Regions from separate parts of the Mus musculus genome. Here region 2 is linked to region 1. A link is a contact called in public promoter capture Hi-C data. All regions are on one chromosome and are shown on one strand. The core of a region is the stretch at or near the end of the contact, and the rest is flanking DNA. Distances in the headings are between cores, read along the strand shown. Region 1 overlaps Ncf2 (neutrophil cytosolic factor 2). Region 2 overlaps Lamc1 (laminin, gamma 1).

Evidence for each region. Capture Hi-C pulls out chosen DNA fragments and counts their contacts.
Region 2: a contact with region 1 is called in a promoter capture Hi-C map of adipose tissue. The contact joins two enhancer-like sites. A contact is called at or near these places in 1 of 484 Hi-C or Micro-C datasets (embryonic fibroblasts) and 3 of 9 other capture datasets (adipose tissue, embryonic stem cells and liver).

Annotation. Positions count from the first base shown.
Region 1 is chr1:152,822,200-152,829,668 of GRCm38.p6, reverse strand. It overlaps Ncf2 (neutrophil cytosolic factor 2), which reads right to left. Exons shown (of 16, transcript NM_010877.5): 6 at 5,345-5,452; 7 at 3,728-3,787; 8 at 2,208-2,251. Among named protein-coding and RNA genes, the nearest start is that of Ncf2, 26 kb to the right of the region's middle. Within about 2 kb of position 3,163, at least 6 of the 459 cell types and tissues checked have an H3K27ac peak or open chromatin away from gene starts, as enhancers often do. A contact at or near this core is called in adipose tissue, where this site is marked.
Region 2 is chr1:153,239,914-153,246,920 of GRCm38.p6, reverse strand. It overlaps Lamc1 (laminin, gamma 1), which reads left to right. Exons shown (of 28, transcript NM_010683.2): 14 at 3,445-3,690; 15 at 4,139-4,292; 16 at 4,902-5,044; 17 at 6,426-6,604. Among named protein-coding and RNA genes, the nearest start is that of Lamc2, 57 kb to the right of the region's middle. Within about 2 kb of position 5,365, at least 7 of the 459 cell types and tissues checked have an H3K27ac peak or open chromatin away from gene starts, as enhancers often do. A contact at or near this core is called in adipose tissue, where this site is marked.

The DNA of each region.
Region 1 (7,469 bases), core at 1,914-4,413:
GATGTGTGTCTGAAGACAGCTACAGTCTAGTCACATACAAAAAACAAATAATTATTAAAAAGAAAAAAAAAAAAGAAACGTGAGCCTCTGTACCTTGCTCATTTCCCTGTTAAGTCAACTTTCACTTTTGAACCTAAAAGACAACTTTATAGCTTTGGCGTTAACAAATTGCAGGTCTCAGTACTACCCTTGCGTTTTGGGTCCATTGTTAATGAACCAGAGGGTACTTGAATAAGCACCATGACACTGTGCCAATCCTTCCCAAAAGATAATATTTTTACTTTATTTTATTGAACTTGCTTCATTTCTATTTTTCAAAGCTTTAGTTATCATGTCTGGGGGGCATATGTGCCGCAGTGCACAAGCGGAGGTTAGGGGACAGTTCTGCGCTGTCATTTCTCTCCTTCCACCTAGATGTGAGTTTGAGGCTCCAGCGCAGTGAGTCGCCAGGCTTGCACAGACAGCTTCTCCCCCTCTGAGCGTCTCATGACCAAGGTTTTGGTTTTGTTTGCTTTGCTTTAACTAACATACACAGTATTAGATTTCATGCTGGCATTTTTTTTTTCAAATGAAATTTGATTTTGTTGATCTTTCCTCCCTCTCTTTCTCTCAAACCCTACTCCCCCTGCCCTGGGCCTTTTACTTACTTACACACACACACACATACACACACACACACACACTCTCTCTCTCTCTCTCTCTCTCTCTCTCTCTCTCTCTCTCCTTCCACTTTCATGTCACAAGTGTCCCATCACCCTGTCCCTCCCTCTCTCTAACCTTCCTTCTCCTGGCCTGACAGCCGATCCTGTGTGGACAGACGGCTACTGAGTGGACAGACGGCAGATGGCACACAGCAAGGCTATATATCCCTGAGGATCCCAGGCAGGTGGGATTGTTTCATCACACTGCTCAGAATGGAAAGCAATTTAAAACTTCTTAGAGTTGTTTCTTTGCTTGTTTTTCAGACAAGGGGGGTGGGGAGGATATTTGGCTCTAGCTGGCCTCTAACCGATCCCTCCACCCACCATGCACCTGAGGCTGGCCTCAACTCTTATCCTCCTTTCTCCTCTAAGGAGGGAGTCAGTTCTCAGGTCTTGCCTTCCATAGACAGGAAGTATGAGCAGGGGAGTAACATAGGTGGAAGGCAGTGAACACCAGGGGAGAGACCACCTCAGACAGCCTTGCAGGAAGGGGATGGAGAGCCAGGCAATGGAAGGCACAGTAGAGAAACTGCAGCACTTTGCTTTATGTTAGCCATGTCCTTTCCGCTTCATTGACCCCTCAAGGTCCTGGTTACTTCTCCACTCCTAGAGAGAGTCTCCCATGCTGCCTCAGTGTGTGAGGGAAGCTGTCTGCAAAACTACCCATACACGGGATGGGGATGTTCGTTCTGCTCAGCCCTGCCCTCGTTTGCAAAGTCCCTGCCTGACGTTGTGAGGGATGCAGCCTCTTTAGTTTAGAGAATTGGGGAATGAGCTCCTTCAAGCCCTTCTCTTTGGGATCACCTGTAGCTACCCCACCACCCACCCACACACACTTTTCCTGACCCCCTTTATTGGAGGAGGAAGATGGCTTGCTTTGTTCCTTAGAAGGATTTTGGTTTTTTCTTTTTTCTTTTCTTTTCTTTTCTTTTCTTTTTTTTTTTTTTTTTGTTTTTTTTTTTGTTTTTTGAGACAGGGTTTCTCTGTGTAGCCCTGGCTGTCCTGGAACTCACTCTGTAGACCAGGCTGGCCTCGAACTCAGAAATCTGCCTGCCTCTGCCTCCCGAGTGCTGGGATTAAAGGCGTGCACCACCACGCCTGGCTAGAAGGATTTTTTTAGCTGAGATTAGGCCGCTCTGCTTCTCGGGTTTACTGAGTGACTTCCTTTTCTTGAGTCTTTCCCCTGCTTTAGAAAAAACGCACACAGGAAAGAGACTGTGATAGCTCGTGGAATCTGGAGAGCTTTCACTGAGCGGGAGGGGAGTGCACTGTAGTCAGTACAAACTGACCTCTCACCTCTGACCTGGGCTTCGAAGCAATGACCTCCCATTGTAAGGTGACCACGCCCACTGGGGCACCAGGATGCTGCAAGTGGTGGTCTCAGCACAATCGCATCATTTGGGTCTAACCTTAGACAGGAGAAGCCTACCATCCTTTACATCCTTACTGCCGTCAAGTCAGACGTAGAGTGAGGGTATTTCGCATGCAGACCTAAACCTAACTTACCTGAAGATTTCTGGGGTTTTGGGTCTGGGAGGAGGCTCTGCTGACTGTGGAACATTCAGGAAAAATGAAGAAGGGGAAGATGACAAGAGAAAAAGTGAGGGGGCGGGGGGGGAAGAGAGAACAGACTGTTAATGGTAATTTGGAATACTGTTCCAGATCCAAAAACAAAGACTTCTTTTCTGGGTGGTCTCTGGGGCAAGGGCACAATTTGGGAAACCAAAAGCCTGCCGCCCACCTGGGCCTGACCCTCGCCAGTGAAGCTGCTGCACACTCCAGAGCAGGTGTCTGGAGAAGGTTTTATTGACCTCAACTCAACCCTTCCCCAGTATTTTCCAAAAGCGCTGGTCTACAATTAATGTTTGCCACAATATGTGACATTTCTGGATATTTAAAATCAACTCAGCATCCCCTGGCCAGACAAGAGTCTCTCAAGCTGGTGAGATGGCTCAGCCGTTAAGAGTGCCGACTGCTCTTCCAGAGGTCCTGAGTTCAAATCCCAGCAACTACATGGTGGCTCACAACCATCCGTAACGAAATCTGATGCCATCTTCTGGAGTATCTGAAGACAGCTACAGTGTACTTACAAATAATAAATAAATAAATAAATAAATAAATAAATAAATAAATATTTTGAAAAAAGAGTCTCTCTTTAATGTATATTCCCTGTTCTGCACTGAATGCCATAGAGTCTGTCATCTGGGACTTTCCTTCCTTGTCCTCTAGCTGGGCTGAGCCTGGGACCACAGCCAGCCTTTCTCCAACTTTAATGCCAAAAGGAGACAAGGAATCTAGATGCTGGCCCTCTTTCTGCCCCTGTGCTCATCCTGTCCCCACGGCCCAAGCACAGGTCATATTACAGTCAAGGCGGCAATCGTCTTGCCCCATATTTGGGGTGAGGATCAGTGCTACCCCAGAGACAGTATATATGCAGATGGCAAGAAGGTGACGAGGTCCAAGGTCCTTTCCTTTGCTAGTGCTGATCCCTCTTCTTACCCGTTACCCTGTCACCCTGTTATGCAACCAAGCCTGAGGTCTCCTTAATCTACTTCACTGTCTTCCTGTTACAAGCTTTGTCTGTCTCTGAACTGACTGCCACATGCCATCAGGGACCATCTCTCTGAGCCCAGCTTGGGCTGGCAGCCTGCCTTGTGTTCCCAAAGGAGTCTCTTATACAGGAGCAAATGGACAGCACCAAGGAAGTCAAAGCCCCCAGGCTCCAAGCCCTGGCACCCTATCCCCTGCAACTCACACGCCTGAACCCATGGAGAGGCTCATTACAAAACTTCCTGAGTGCAGAGGCTGCGCAAGGTCCCATGAGGTGGTCAGTGGATCTCTTAGGACCACCGGCAGAGGACGGGAGACAGAGCTGACAGGGCCGGCTCCCAACCAGCCATGTAAACTAGGGCTGAGAGTAGGGATCAGAGGCTCAGCTATGCTGAGAGGCGGCTGAACCCCTGTGATCAGTTTGTCAGACCAGCTCCTCTTATCGGGGTCTACTTCCCAGAGAAAGCCAGTCTCACCTGTGGCTGCAGAGGGGCGAAGCCAGAAAAGTTGTCTTGGTGAACCACAGATGCTACAACCTGAAACAGACAAGAAGGTGAGCGTGCTGCTGCCAGGCTCTGTTTGCCCGGTGTCTGTGTCTTTCTGGAAGACCTCCTCTTTCCTCAAACCACAGAAGCCATTGTCACTCAGGTAGCTTTTGGAGGGAGGTGGGAAGTAAGGCACCTCTTATCTTACTCTCACCCTCTCTTTTAGTTAAATAAACAAACAATATGAAAAACTGCTGGTAGTCATACAACATCAAATCATCAAATTGACCATTTTAAGTGAACATTTCTGTGGTATTTCATATACCCACAATACTTTGCAATGCTACATGTTATCTGGTGCCAAGACATTTTAATCACCCCACAAAAGAAAATGTTGGAACTACTAAGAAGACTACAGTCTCCTCTCTTAACCTGGCAACACAAGTTTGTAAAGACTTTATATAAATAGAATTATATAGCATGTGCCTTTTTTCCTGTTTTTCATGGTACGTGTGCATGTGTCTGTAGTGAGTGTATGCGTGTGTGTGTGTGTGTGTGTGTGTGTGTGTGTGTGTGTGTGTGTGTATGTGTGTGTGTGTGTTATGCCTGGGGGCACATTTCTGTGTGTCTGACCATGCACGTAGAGGTTGCAGGTTAATCTAAGTATCATCCTCAGATGCTTTTCCGCCTAATTCAGTGAAGCAGGGTCTCTCAATCAAACTCCGAGCTGACTACTATGGGTAGTCTTGCTTGCTTGAGGATCCCCTGTCTCCACCTTCTGACTCTGGAGTTGCCATGGCTACCTGGCAATTACACAGGTCCTAGGGATCTGGAATCCAGTCCTCATGTTTACACAGCCAGTACTTTTAACAACTGAGCTATCTTCAGCACTTGGCCATGGCATCTGTATTTCTTCTGGCTGACATACATGTCTATCCGTGTTGTAGCATGCATTAGTTTATCCTTCTTGTGGGAAAGCAGACCATATGGACATATCACACTGCATATATCCATTCATGAATTGATGTCTCATTGTGGGGTATTTCTATTAGTCTCTGTGATTCTGCCAGGTCTAGCTTACTCAGATTGGGCAACTCACATGTCCAAATTGTCAAAGCCAAATACAGATCAGATAAGGTCCTACGGTCTCACCTCAAGTCAGGTCTGAAAGAACTTAAGACCTGTGTTCAGAAGAAATGTAGCTAAAGAAGGCTTCTGGGCATAGGGCTGAGAAAATGGGAGGGATTCCCCAGAATCCTCAGCAGTATATTGCAAGGGCATTGAGCCAAGGGCATCTCCTGCTGGCCCTCTCCCGACTCTCAGTGAGCCCCCACTATGTCCTTTTTCCTTCACCTCTGTCCCAAGACTCAGCATCCCAGTAGAAACCTCAGGAGTGAGTGATGGTCAGGGTTATGGAAGAAGCTGGAGAGAAGAAACTGGAAGTGTTCATTCCTTACTGTCAGCAAGATCCTCACTGCCATCCCTGAATGCCACAGGGCAGGGAGAGGGGGCGTGTCTTCTTGGGGGGCGTGTCTTCTCGAAGCCCTCCCACCAGGCCCCATGCAATCCAGGGCACAGGAGAAGTAGGAAGATGGACGGCCCACCTACCGTAGCCTTGCCCAGATAGTCCTTTTTGGCCAGCTGAGCCACCTGCCTCTCATTTGGACGGAACAGCCGACCCACAGGGATCACCACGGGCTCGAACAGCTTCTGCTTCTGGAAGAGAATGGTCAGTCACAGGTCATTAGGCAGTACTGGGTTCATTCTGAGCCAGACGTTATTAGGTGAGCTCATGTGAGCATTATCATAGAGTGTGCTAGGACAACCTTGGTGGTTCAACCATTGTGGAATATGTGATTGGTTGGCTAAAACATCTTTGTATCTCTCAGGACTGTGTCTCCTTGTCTGAGAATGGGAGTGAGAAAGCCATTCCTGCTTTCGTCATCAAAAGGACCACTGGAAAACATATCAAAAGAAGAGTCCTTTCCAACCATAGTGGCTTGTCATTTGAGAGGGCTAGGCAGGAGTGGTTGGGCTAATTCTTAGAGAATTTCAATGCATTTTGATCATATTTAGCTAACTCCTCCTCTTAACTCCTACCAGATCCACTCTTACCTCCTTAATCTTTATAATGTTGTGTCCTTTGTTTATCTATTTGAAACAGAGTCTTAATGTGTAGCCTTAGCTGGTTTAGAGCTCACGATGTAGACCAGACTGGCCTGCAGTTCACAGAGATCTGTCTGTCACAGCCTCTGGAGTGCTGGAACTAAAGGTGTGTGCCACCTACAGTATCCAACCTTTTTTATTTTAAATAACACCTTAACTCCACTTTGTGTTATTTATATTCTTCTGTATGTGACTATCCACTGGAGTATGGTTGACCTATCAGGAGCCACACCCCTTTAAAAAGACTGGCTCTCCTTCCCCTAGAAGCCACCAACTGTCCATAGCTCTTCAGTTAGGGATGGCTCATGAACCCCTTTCTGCTCCAACCTAGAAGGTTGGCTGACTTAATCCTCTACAGGCAACCACAGATGCTGCGAGTTATGTGCAGATGTCCTGCCATGTCTAAAAGATACTGTTTTATTCTGGTCTGCCATGACCTCTGGCTCTTACAATTTTTCTGTCCCCCTCATCTGCCATGGCCCTGAGCCTTGGTGATAGGATGTAACATAGATGTCCCATTTGCATCTGAGCACTACTCGGCCATTGATTCTCTGCCCTTGGACAGATTGTGGGTTTCTGTGTTAACCACCATCCACTGCTTCACTGCACAAAAAAAAACTTGTCTGATGAGGACAGAGGCTGTGGCAAACTACAGGTATAGAGATACAAGTTTAGAGGGCAGTTGATACTGTGCCCTTTTAGCCAAGTGATAGTAGTGGGTTCACCTTTGGGGCCTGTGAGCTCCCCAGTGATGGGTCCATGCTCAGTTCTGCAGTACCTGCATGTGTTTCCTCCTATGCAGCGGGCCTTAAATCCAATCATGAAGCAGTTGGTTACCCCGGAGCACGCATGCCACTATTGCACCCCTGGGCAGATCTGACAACCCCAATCTTCACCTCAGTTCACCAGGCTCACAGCTGAGTAAGACTTTTCTCCCAGCCGCCTGCATAGAATCTTCTAGTACCATCAGAGCTAGCCAGCATGGAGGAAGCTTCTTGCTCAGTAGCAACATGATTTCTCCATGTCCTGTGACCAGTGTGTGTGCTACTTGAAGCAGTGTGGTCTTGTTGGAGCTACCCTGCACAGAGCATGATGCTCATCCCAGAAGCTCAGTGCCAAATGTGGGATACTTCCCCATGAGCCATCAGACAGAAGTATCCAGGAGACACTCCCCCCCCCCCCGCAAAAAAAAAAAAAAAAAACAATACAGACTATTTTCAACGCTCTTGTTTGCCTACTGGAAGCAGTTGGCTTTAACCTCACCTTATATTGGTATTACTTACCCAACACTCTCTTTTTCTAGAGCACTGACTCTTTTCCATTCTGTGTGGTATCTTGAATTTCTGTCCCAGCATAGAGGGCACACTCAAGAGCCAAGCAAGGGCTCCGACAGTACTCTCTTGGGAACAAGTATTATTCATGTACACAGGCATACAAAACCATGAGCCCTCTTCTTGGTGTTTAAATACAGCTTATTTAAAACTAACTTTGGGGGACTGGAAGGTGACTCAGAAGTTAAGAGCACTTTCTGTTCTTCTAGAGGACTAGAGTTTGGTTCTCGGCATCC
Region 2 (7,007 bases), core at 4,116-6,615, 420 kb before region 1:
CTCATCCCTCAGAGTTCTCTATGGTTGTGAGCATTGACACAGCCTTTTTCCCTCGGGTGACCTCACAACCCCAAGATGGAACTGCGGCTGTTGTTTTGCTGTGACTAAGAGAGCAGAAACTGAGTGCTCTGTTCAAGGCTGTGTGGCAAGGCACAGGTGAGCTGGGACTGCAACACAGCTTTGTGATTCCAGATAGAACTGTCACCACATATAATGTAATTTCTCATAAAGTAAGAACCCAAACTGGGCTTTCTGCTGGCTTGTCTGGAATTGCTCATGTGAAATGGCAATCTTAAAATTCTGTCTCTGAATCACCCTTCCAGCATCTCAGAGTCAGTCACTTTACATTGGGAACATCTATCTATCTATCTATCTATCTATCTATCTATCTATCTATCTATCTATCTATCTATTTTTAAAGATTTTGTTTATTTATTTTATATATATGACAAGTATACTGTAGTTATCTTTAGACATACCAGAAGAGGGCATCAGATCTCATTACAGATGGTTGTGAGCCACCATGTAGTTGCTGGGACTTGAATTCAGGTCCTCTGGAAGAAGCAGTTGGTGTTCTTAACCACTGAACCATCTCTCCAGCCCTATTTACTTATTTTTTTAAGAGCTTTGGGTAGACCTCTGTCCCCATTGTAGCCACCCCATTCATTTTCCAAAGAGCATAAAATTATGTCTCTTTTAGGTGTTCCTAGCTATTCTGACCACAGAGGGGTCACTAGCAAACTACCCCTCCTTGGCTTACTTTGCCTTCACTGTGAAGGGCAGGAAGACAAAACCAGGGCTAAACAGCGTGCTGCTTGTTCAGTATGTCTTACATGCACTGGTGGGATTTGAACCTTGACCCTAGACTTTGAAAGCAAGTTGCATTTTGGAATGAGTTTGATACAGGCTACCTGATATCTCTGTTTTAGTCTGATTCAAATCACGTCTCAAGCTTTTGAAGTATAGATTACATGTGGACTAGCTACACTATCAGAGGAGGCATCGAAGCTGGAATGTTGCCTTTGTACCCTGTGGCGATGGCTGTGCGGGAGCTGGTGGCTGCCCACAGCAGGGCCAGGAGGGCCCCCATTTCCCTCTGTTCCCCTGTGTTCTCGTCTCTTCCCTCAGCCCCACCTCCAGCCATACTTTCTGCTCAGCTCATTGACCTGGGTATTTGCTTGTCACGTCAGTATCATGGCCGTGCTGGACAGTGGCTGACTGCCTCTGATCTGAACTCTGACTTCCCACTCTCCTTGGTTTTCTTCTCTTTCCTCTTGGGTACCCCTTGATCACCTCTTTATTTCAGCTGGAGGTTTTCATATGACTTTGATGATCCAGTCTCTTCAGGCGACCAAGTCTGTATCGCAGCCCTGGGCACGCTCTCCTAAGCAGAGCCCTTTGTTCCTTTCCTGGGCACCCTCTCCTAGGCAGAGCCCTTTGTTCCTTTCCTTCCCCACCTGGTGCAGGGCTGGACGCTTTCTGTTCACCCTCTGCATCTCCTCTCCCTTTTTCTGTCTGATGAGACGTGTGCACCGCATCAGATCCGGCCTCCTTGGAGTTACGGTAGCCAGGAGCACATGCCGGAGATGAAAGAGGACAGAGTATTTATCCCAAGGCCTGGGTTGATGGGATCCTCAGGCTTGGTGGCCCAGAGTTACAGTTCCAAGCTTCTGGAAGGTAACCTTCCCCAGACAGCCCTGACAACCCTGTGGTCTGGTCACGGCCCCCTCCGTGCTGGCCCTAGAGCATAGGTTACAGAGTCCATGCTGGTCTCCACCTTCCTCCTTGATTCCCTATCTCTGCTCCCTGGGCCGTGCTAATTCAGTATGCCGATTACTCTATGCATTCTAGATCCACACAGCTATAATTCCAAACTTAAGTAACCCTCTTCTTCACTTCGTCCCTTTTTCTCCAATTCTAACCCTTTCCTTCCCAGCGGTCTATAGACTACCACAACCTGCCTGTTGAAGCCAGAATCCTTGGGTTCACACTTGATCCATCTTTCCTTCGTTTCTTAGAAACAGCCCCTCCTCTACCACTTCCTGCCGACGTCCAGCCTCCAGCCTCCGGCCTCTCAGCTGAAGTCCCCCTCACCCCCCTCTCGCTGGTTCCCCTGCTTCATTTGTTTTCCTGACATCTGTTCTTCACACAGGAACCAGAATGATTCTTTTAAAATGCCTTCGGATTACATCGCTATATTAGTATTTGTTTTCTTCTGAGCTATTTTGTGATCTTCCTGGCTTAGCCTCTGAAGCGCTGAGATTGTGTGTGTGCAGGGGCTGAGGTGGTAAAATCTCAGTAAGTAAAACCCTTGCTGTCAAGCCTCAAGGCCTGAGTTTAGTCCCTGGATCACAGGTAGTTGAAAGAGAGAACCGACTCCCATAAGCTGGCCTCTGACCTCAGTAGTCATACTATGGCATGCATGCAAACAAACAGCAAGAGTGGAAAAGAAAGGCTCTCTAGTATCTTGTCACTGCACTTGAATTTAAGTCTTTCTGTCACCATGGTCCGACCAGGGTTAGTTGGTTTCTGCATGTAGCCTTGTTCAGAAGTGTTCCCATGTATTTTTCTGACAGACTTCTCTGAATTCTAATCCTAATGTCTCTTCTCCCAGTATAAAATGGCCTTCACCCTCACTCTGATTTTAGCCACTGGGTTTGGTTGAATGCTCTCGGGCTTGTCTGCATCTGACATCTCGTGTGCATATCTGTGCTGATAATTACAGTAGCAGCTTCATGGGAGCAGAGACCACATCCACCCACTCGCATCCTGGAAGAGTGCTGGTGTGGATAGGAGATGCTTGCAGGCAGTTGTTTAGTGACTTAGCAAACAAACCTGATTGGTGAGAAACACTGGGCTCTCTTAGGCCCTGTTGGCTGCTCAGATTAAAGAGCTCATCTCGAGGGGACAGGAATGGCAGGGATGTATAGAAGGATGGACCGATCAGTGAGGATGCAGAACCTGAAGGTGAGTTTCTAACTCCAAAGCAGACATGGGTGGTACCTGGTTCGCTTAGAGTTCAGCATTAGCTGACAGTGCTTGAGTAGGGAGTGAGTGTCTTTTATAAGTTAGGAGACCCTGCTCGCTAGAGACTGTGTGGATGCAGAGACTGGTAAACCTCTGCATTACCAAGAATTTGAGCACATCATCTTGGTTAGTTGTCAGAGAATTTGAAATGAGGTAAGCAAACCAGGGATTATCCCACCTAGGAAGTATGTCAAGGCCACTCCACTGTTTTGGCCCAGTGGTAGGGCCTCGGCCTGGATCTCCTGCTCACACCACACCACACCACACCACACCACACCACACCACACCACACCACACCACACCACACCACAAGACCGTGTATATGCTGGTCAGACTAGACAGTATGTACCCATTGGTAATCTACGGCAGGAATGCCTCAGGCCTTTCTTCTTTAACCTCAGATCCTCTCATTCCCAGGCAAGAGATGTGAACTCTGTGATGACGGCTACTTTGGAGACCCTCTGGGCAGCAATGGGCCTGTGAGACTGTGCCGCCCGTGCCAGTGTAACGACAACATAGACCCCAACGCGGTTGGCAACTGCAACCGCCTGACGGGCGAGTGCCTGAAGTGCATCTATAACACGGCTGGTTTCTACTGCGACCGGTGCAAGGAAGGGTTTTTCGGAAATCCCCTGGCTCCCAATCCAGCCGACAAATGCAAAGGTTAGTCACTGGCCAGACTCAGTCACGCCCACACCTCGATGTACAGATCCACAGTGGGGTCTCTCTCAGTACTTACAGAAGTTTTCGAGAATGCAGTGTGAACCACTTCTTGCAGAACTTAAAATTGCTACACTCCATCAAAAACGTAAAACAGGAGAATTAATTTAGTATGCTTAACAATGTAGCCAGTGTTTTATTGCTTACTATTATGCAGGTAATCATCTGTTAAAAACCATTAATAAGATGGTTCTTTTCTCACCCTATGTTTACAAGGGCAATGTGTTTTAATTGCTAGCACATCTCTGTTCAGACTGCCAAGACAAGACTCTCTGCCGTATCGGCTTCTGTGTGAGACAACACAGGCCTAGAGAACCTGGTCCAGTGCCTTAGGTTTTACTGCTCTCCCTGGAGATTTGCATCTGTTGCTTTCTCTGTCTCCCCACCCTAGCCTGCGCCTGCAATCCCTACGGGACAGTGCAGCAACAGAGCAGCTGTAACCCGGTGACCGGACAGTGCCAGTGTCTGCCTCATGTGTCTGGCCGCGACTGCGGTACTTGTGACCCTGGCTACTACAACCTGCAGAGCGGGCAAGGCTGCGAGAGGTGAGACTTGAGTCTGTGTAAAGTGATCCTTGTTGTCTTTGTCTTAAGAAGTACATCTTTCCAAGCTACTCTAAGCAGCTGGCTTGAGGTTGCTTAGGAATTGTTTCCAGTGTCTTATGCAGGAAAGGCGCTGTGTAAATAGGGGACAGAAGGGATAGATAGCATAGTGGCAGTTCTGATGTGTCAGACACTAATTCTTTTTTTTTTTTTAAGATTTATTTATTTTATTTATGTGAATACAATGTAGCTGTCTTCAGACACACCAGAAGAGGGCATCCCATCCTATTACAGATGGTTGTGAGCCACCATGGGGTTGCTGGGAATTGAACTCAGGACCTCTGGAGGAGCAGTCAGTGCTCTTAACTGCTGAGCCATCTCTCCAGCCCTCAGACATTTCAAAATGCAGATTGCAAGGTTTCTTCTGAGACAGACTCATCAGGGCTGCAGCCTGGGAGTCTGTCCAGTTCTCTGTCAGTAGGGTTTAGTGTGGACCTAAGGGAACAACCCCTAACATTCTGATGAGTCGTCCTTAGCGTGCTGTCTTCCAGATGAGAATGTTGCCCACTCTCTGCCCCTCCTACCCTAGAAACATCTTGTGCTTCTCCTCAGGTGTGACTGCCATGCTTTGGGTTCCACCAATGGGCAGTGTGACATCCGCACCGGGCAGTGTGAGTGCCAGCCTGGCATCACCGGCCAGCACTGTGAGCGCTGTGAGACCAACCACTTTGGGTTTGGACCTGAAGGCTGCAAACGTAAGACATGGTGACTTGCAGTGCAGTGTCTCCCATGCCAGTTAGTGCGTTACAGGCCTGATAGCCTCTGTGGCCACGAAAGAAACCTCCTGTGACTATCAGAAAACTCTGGAGATCGAGGGCCTTTGGTTCCTCTGGTACCACCCTGTTGATGTCTCCTTTTCTAGTTTTTTTATACTTATTTCTCCTTGTAATTTTGTTTTCTAAAGAAAAAAAAATCCCCCCTGAAGCACTGAGCGTGTCCACTCTGCTTATTAAGGCTTCCTGACTACCTCGGCTCTGCAGATAAAGAAGCAGCCGTGGCTCTGCTCGGCCGCTATTGGCTTGCTTCGGCTCCACCCTTGGAGCCCATTTGGTTTGGTTGCATATAAACATCTGCTTCTCCTTGGCATAAACACTTGCCTGGAAATCAGAACAGTTTGGATTTTTTTGCTTTCTGAATTCCTTCATTTCTTGTGTGGAATGTAGAAATTCCAAAGAGAAAACAAACTGTAAAGAAGCGCAGGAAGTGTTAGGTTAGCATTTGGGTTTTCTTATTTCTTAGAGAAATTTAAAGATGAAAGTAGAGAGGAGTCCCAGAAGCATATGAGAAAGAGCGCTACATCATTTAATATACTGTGTGTGTTCTCTGTGTAGCTCAGGCTGACCTCACTTCCCCTTCCTCTACCTCCCAGAGACATATTCTCTACCATGCCTGACATTCGTGTAATTTTTATACCACATTGAGGTCATGTGCCCCAAGGGATTGCTGAGGTGACTCAGTTGATAAAGTGCTTGCCATTCGAGCAGGAGAGCCTGAGTTCAGATCCCCAGCACCCATATAAAAAGGCAGGTGTGTATCTGTAACGAGGCCGAGGCAGGTAGATCCCTGGAGCTCACTGGCCAGCAGCTCGGGTTGAGATGCAAGTCTCAAAATATAAGGGAGATCTAGGCACAGTGGCACACACCTTTAATGCTGACACAGCAGCTCTTTAGAGACCTGGACCTAATTCCAGGTAAAGGTAGGCAGAGCTCTTGTGAGTTTGAAGCCATCCCGGTCTCCATAGTGAGTTCCAGGCCAACCAGGGCTGCATAATGAGACTCTGTCTCAAAAATACACACACACAAAAATAAACAACAGAAATTAGGTAAACGGTGGTAGAGATGAACAGATACCCAGTGTTGACCTCTGACCTTTGTAAGCATATACATGCACATGTATGCACACATGCCACATGCTGCCCATATTACTTCACAACCTAGTTTTCCTTTTAAAATGTCTATCTTGCCTGCTACATGGACTTAGCTATTTAAAAGTCTCATAAGTGAATTTTTCATAAGTACACATGATGATGGTACAGTCAGTCCGAGTTAAAATGGGAATTGTCTCCTCATTCCTTAGCTTGTGACTGTCACCATGAAGGATCCCTTTCACTCCAGTGTAAAGAGGACGGCCGTTGTGAATGCAGGGAAGGCTTTGTGGGCAATCGCTGTGACCAGTGTGAAGAGAACTATTTCTACAATCGGTCCTGGCCTGGCTGCCAGGAGTGTCCGGCTTGTTACCGACTGGTGAAGGATAAGGTAAGCTGTCAGTAGGGCATTCACTCATTCATTCATTCATTTGTTCGTTCATTCACTCATTCCTTCAGCAGACATGAAGTAGAAACTCAAGTCTACTCTAAGCTCCAGAGAAGAAATGGTAGACACCTTGAACTTGCTCTCTCTTCTCAGAGGTGTATGTTCTAGTGAGGGGGGAGTGGCCAGAACCGCATACATAGGAGAACTACTGAGAAAAGTGCCTGAAGGGAAGGAATAGGTACTAACAAACCATGGGAAACTGCAGAGCCTCTGTAAGGAAACTCTCGTGATTCGAGATCCGAAGGATAAAGAGGCGGGAGCCGTGTGAGGGGGAGTGAGGCAGGCAAGCGCCTGGAACCTGGAAGCTGCCCAGACCCTGCCCTGGGAGGAACTTTGTCTGTGGCAG